2 separate regions of the Zea mays genome follow, and region 1 is linked to region 2. A link is a contact called in public Hi-C data. All regions are on one chromosome and are shown on one strand. Each heading gives the region's core, a stretch centred on a gene start, on an enhancer-like site or on the middle of the called end of the contact. The rest is flanking DNA. Distances are from core to core; before and after follow the strand shown. Region 1 holds the start of LOC100501892 (P-loop containing nucleoside triphosphate hydrolase superfamily protein). Region 2 has its middle 11 kb from the start of LOC100501391.

What was found. A called contact is a pair of places that touch in the nucleus more often than the background predicts.
Region 1: a Hi-C map of ear shows a contact between it and region 2, with 2.8 times the contacts expected there. The contact joins the promoter of LOC100501892 here to the enhancer-like site in region 2. A contact is called at or near these places in 2 of 25 Hi-C or Micro-C datasets (ear and tassel).

The regions. Positions count from the first base shown.
Region 1 is chr5:207,375,763-207,378,462 of Zm-B73-REFERENCE-NAM-5.0, reverse strand. It overlaps LOC100501892 (P-loop containing nucleoside triphosphate hydrolase superfamily protein), which reads right to left and starts at 1,446. Exons shown (of 7, transcript NM_001196531.1): 1 at 1,154-1,446; 2 at 958-1,053. The coding sequence starts at 1,041.
Region 2 is chr5:207,194,714-207,197,413 of Zm-B73-REFERENCE-NAM-5.0, reverse strand. No RefSeq gene overlaps it. Among protein-coding and RNA genes, the nearest start is that of LOC100501391, 11 kb to the right of the region's middle. Within about 2 kb of position 1,418, at least 15 of the 20 cell types and tissues checked have an H3K27ac peak or open chromatin away from gene starts, as enhancers often do. A contact at or near this core is called in ear and tassel, where this site is marked.

The DNA of each region.
Region 1 (2,700 bases), core at 197-2,696, 180 kb before region 2:
AGTAAGAGTGATGTATCTAGAAATGTCAAAACATCTTATATTTTGGAACAAAGGGAGTAGAATGGAGGAAGTATTTAACATGACAGTGTTTATTATGAGAATTAAACAATTTATACAAATGTTATAGAAGTATAAAACCCCTCATCTCACATGCTTGCTGCAAAACTCTTTCATTTTCACCAAATATCTTTACAAATACATAGGTCAGTCAAATGAATATAAAAATAATAAGATTAAGAGACTTGTCTTGGAAAAACTATGGGGGCTATAAGTGTGCAAAGTGACACTTGTGACTGGAGAAATTATGCAACCGTAAACATCAATTTACCAATCCCTTCATCACAGATCCACACTATTCAATGAATAAATAAGGGTGACATGATCTGAAGTACTTAATGTGTAATAGAACCAATGCACAGGCATAAACTCGGTTCAAGTTAATCAATAGCATTCTGACAGACTTGTACAATACTGCAAAAATAGGAGCAGTAATGAATAAGTAAATCTAAGATGTTGTATGTTGATTACATTGCACACCAACATCTGTGTTGCAGACAGCCAAGAAGGTCACGGTCTGTACAATATGGGCAGACAATTCAGGATTTCAAGAATATAGAATTATATAAAGCAGTTTGTTAACTGCAGCATAGAATAAAACCAGTCAACAATGGGAATGCAAACACTATGGAAGCACATGACCGAAGGTCCTGTATCCATGGCAATTATGACCTAGTGTTGCTCATTTTGGAGTTTCCAGGAGGGCATAGAATCATCATTTGTAATCTTAAAACTCGAAACTATACATTTTTCACGCAGTAGTTCTCCAAAATGGCTCATTACTGCTTACCCCAGACGAGATGAGCTTGGGACTAAAATGCTTTGTAGCTATTAAGTTAGTTAGAGTAAGTGCTAATTCCTTCGTACAAGCCAACAGTGATGGGATGAGAGATGTCTCACAAGCTCGATCTCGGCCAGTGCCTTCTGCAACTCGAGTTTCTTCGCAGCTATTTCCTGCTGGTGAGTCTCCTCCTGCTTCTTCATAAACTCGAACAGCTGCACAACCACGAGTGAAAACAGCCCCCAGTCACAAAAACACTCCGTAGGACGAAATAAGATAAATAACCGACGAGAAAGGCACTAAAAAGATGACCACCTTTTTGGGGTCCGACGCCTGCTTGAGCTTGTTAATCGCCTCCACCCCACGCTCCAGCGGCGCGGGATCGAAGCCCGCCGCACTAGTGCGAGGGTGCTGAGTCGAAACCTTCGGCGCCTCCTCCGGGGCATTGGACTCCTGAGGCGGCGGCGCGGCGGGGGCAGGGGCCGGGGCCGGGGCCGGGGAGGGGGCGGAGGAGTAGAAGCCGGGGAAGCGGAAGGTGGAGCCGCCCCCGTCGGCGTGGGCCCGCTCGGAGGAGAGCACAAAGGCGGCCCCCGCGGAGACGGCCGCGGCCGCTGCCTTAGCGGCGGCGGCGGCGGCCATGGTCGTGAGTCGTGTGGGTTTGGGCGGGTAGGGTTTAAGGCTGGCTGGCTGGCCGTCCTCTCGATCAAAACCGCGGTAGGAGATGCGAGTGTTTGTGCGTGGCAGCGTGGGTATTGGGTACTACTGGTTAGACGGTTCCGCGGGTCGTCTTGCGGCCCAAGAAGGTCGGCTTTACTCTTTTTTCTTGGGATACAATCTAACAAAGCAGAAGCAGGGGCTCTCTAGAGTTCGCTTCTGATATTTTTCAGTGGGGACAATGTTAGTGGTTTGTTGCGTTAGTATAGTTAGTCACCAGTATTTTATTGTTATAAATTCAAATATTTTATAATTCATAGATGTAGACACTGTTTATACTTGAACACGCAAAGTCGTAGTCAGTACAACCCCCCTCTTGCTAGGATGGGGTCTATTAACAGTTATTTTATAAATTCTGTTTTTATATTAATATAATGTTTATGCGTGTGTATAGTGTACTAGGCATATGAATATCTTTTATTATTTGGTATGTTTTGATGATGTGTTGATGGTCTTGTTGATCTGCTAGTTATTGGTATGCGGTTGCTTTTGTAAGAATTTTACGTGTGTGTTGGGCACCAAATTGAGCCACCAGATGGTCCGTGTCTGTGGGCCGGACGGTCCGCGCGCGCAGAACAGATTAGTTTTCCGAGTTTCTTGTTGTGTTTGTTGACGAAATTCACGGAATTAGCTTGGGGAGTTTGTTTGTAACGGGTCCAACCCCCCTCCTCTATAAAAACAGAGGAATACGGTCGATTTAGAATAATCAATCGAAACTACAATCAATACAATTTATGTTTTATCTTAGGAGTAGTTCTAGTCTAGTTTTAGTTTAGTCTTCCAATCTCCAAATTCTCCGCTTCTATTTGACTCTACGTCGATTAGAGGAGTCTAGGTCGGCCTACCGAGCCTAGACAACACCTAGGATCTCTCCTCCCCGACGGGGTCCCTCCCGGGAGCAAGATCCAGGCGACGCCGGTGACTTCCGTCGTCCCTGCGCACGCGCGGACCGTCCGGCCCCAGTGTGTGGACCATCCGGCTGTCAGGCAGGAAAACCTAAGCCCTGCGCCAGGTCGTGGACCGTCCGCTCCTGTGCAGAGATCACCATCGCGGTTCTTGTTTAGTGATTGGCGCCCGAAAAAGTCACCAACACACTTTTGGCGACTCCGCTGGGGACAGCACATATAGACTCATCAAATCGGTTCTTA
Region 2 (2,700 bases), core at 169-2,668:
CAAATATAATTTAGATTGGAACCTTTTGGAGACGAAACTGTCCCAAACAAGCGTACCTCCCAATCTTCCACTATACTGGTCGATAGTATTCCCCTGATGCGTGACTAACAGTACATGCAATTTTCCCAACATCGCGACGTACGGATCCTGCATGAAATGGAACCCTTCGCGGCCACGCGTGGTGGATGCAGCAGTGCAACAATCAACACAGCGAGCAGCTACATGTAGTGACAGGAAGAGCGGAGGGAGGGGGGGGGGGGGGGAACTGAAACTGCACTGATGAGCAATTTAAGGGCATGTTCGGTTACATCAATCCAGAGGGGGATTGGAGGGGATTAAATCCCCTCCTAGTTAAAAATGACTAGGCGGGGATTTAAACCCCTCCAATCCCCCTCTGGATTGGTGTAACCGAACAAGTCCTAAAGGGGGGGGGGGGGGGGGGGGGGGGGGGGGGGATGAAACTGCACTGCGATGCACGCTTCTAATCGAATTTCAGACAGAAACCCTAGTACCTTGCTTCTATGAATGTTTTTTTATCCATCCATGGGCGTGCTATGCATGCATGTACTTTAGTCATATATATGGTCAAGACCGAACAGCGCTAGCTGGTGAGCAATTGAGCAGGCATGCATACATGTCCTGTTGTATATCCGATTTAAGTGCTAATAGCTAGCTGCTGTTTTCCCGATCAGAAACCTTACGAACATCTATCTACTCGGAACCGACGGACGGAGTACGTGCATGCCCAACTGTCCGCGGACACTACTGATGCTGAAGCTAGAGCGATTCCCCGACTCCTAGACTTGTTCGGTTCTACTCCAATTCATATGGATATGGATTGAGAGGGATTGAGAGATTTTCAATCCCTATTAAGTTAAAATATCTCTCAATCAATATTAATTCTCTCCAATACATATGAATTGAAAATAACCGAATAAGTCTTTTTCGTGTGACTGACGTGTGCAGAAAAGAGGAGACATGCACGCATTGGCATTGCCTAATACTGTAGTCCGTATAATGGGCATGCTATTCCAACCAGAGAAGCGTTGCCCGAGCAACCGAATAATAAGCCGTAGCAGTGGTAATTGTAACATACGTAGTACTGTAGTAACAAGAACAGTCCCCGGCATCTGCACGGATGGGGACAGCGGCAGCTAGCCCCTCTTCTCGGACGGAGCTGTTTGTGACTGCGATGTGGAGTCAGTCCCACACACACACACATTAAGCGCGGGGTCGCCTCCATCACCGCCGGTAAAAATGATTCCGCCTCCATCACCGCCGTGGTCGCATGCCTCGTGGCCGGCCGGCGTCGGTCCCACCCATCATCTCGCCAGGAGCGGAGCCCCACCGTCCGTGTCCCGGTCCAGCTACCGACAGTCAAAACCGCACCCTTTGCCCGCAATTTGACTGTCAGATGCAGATGCATGGGGGTATACATACATACTGCTGCTGCGCGCAGGTACAGACGTACTACAGTGCACCACCGTGACATGCATCGTACGTGCTGGCAGTAGTAGCAAACCCTCACGGATTAGAGAAATCAGGACACCGGATTCCGTGCACGGACAAGACGAATAAGTAACTTATTAATCCCGTGACGTTGACATGGAGAAACGACGACTCATCAGTCAAATGGCAACGCGATACGCTCGTGCTGCCACGAGGGGGTACTGCTGCTGCATTAAGCAATTCATGAACTGAAAAAAGAAAAGAAAAAAACAGTACAAGCCACTACGGAACAGATCTGATTTGATCTAGCAAGCAGGCAGGAATAGCCGAATAGGATATATAATATATATGGCGATACCATACCCACAAGGGGCATGATTGCTCATTACTATATTAGGAAGCCTGGTCTGCTTACCAACAGGTAGTATCTTGTTTAAGCAGGATTTGGGTGACTAACCCAGTGGACGTCTTTAGAGTTTAGACATAGCATGACAAGGAGCGTCCGCTTTCTTTTTCAAGGTATAATAGATAGGCGAGCTGATGATTACTAGGGGTGGCGCACCACACGGGCAAGGACGTACGCGCACTCTGCATTGCGGTCTATATGTCTCCTCCGCAGCGTTTCTGCACTGCCTGACTAGTGACTACATAAGTTTAGTTTCATTCGGTCGTGCAGAACTTCAGTCAGAACTAAAACCAACCTGCAGAATCTCTGTGCTGTTTGGTTGTAGGATCAGTACCGCGCTGACGTAATAGGAATGAAGTTGCAGCCAGCGTACGGCGAAGTTGTTTGTCTCAACAAGTAACGGCGTTTAATAACACAGCGTCCCTCCATGCCCTAGCATTATCTCACTCCTACGCCGGTAGTCCGGAACCAAATGTACGTATAATGCAGCGTGATTCGCTGACACTGGTGACCACATCCCACGCCGCCGAATGAGTCCCACTACTGAACACCACCTGCGTGCGTTGGCAAACCTTCCTTGCGCGCGTGAATCGGATACTATAACCATTAGACCGTCTGCTGCAGTAATTTACCCATAGTTTACCAAAAGCGAGGTGTTTGTATGCAAGGATTTGGTCCATGGTGCTGATCGAGCAGTGGGCAGGTAGGTCAACATATGGAGTCCTTCAACTCTGTGGCCTTTAATGGTTTGTCTCCTTTCAGAGTGTGGTCACATCTGGTTGAGGATTTTGATATCCATTCATGGCCAGGCAGAGGCAGATGCCATGCAGCAATTTACTCAACAA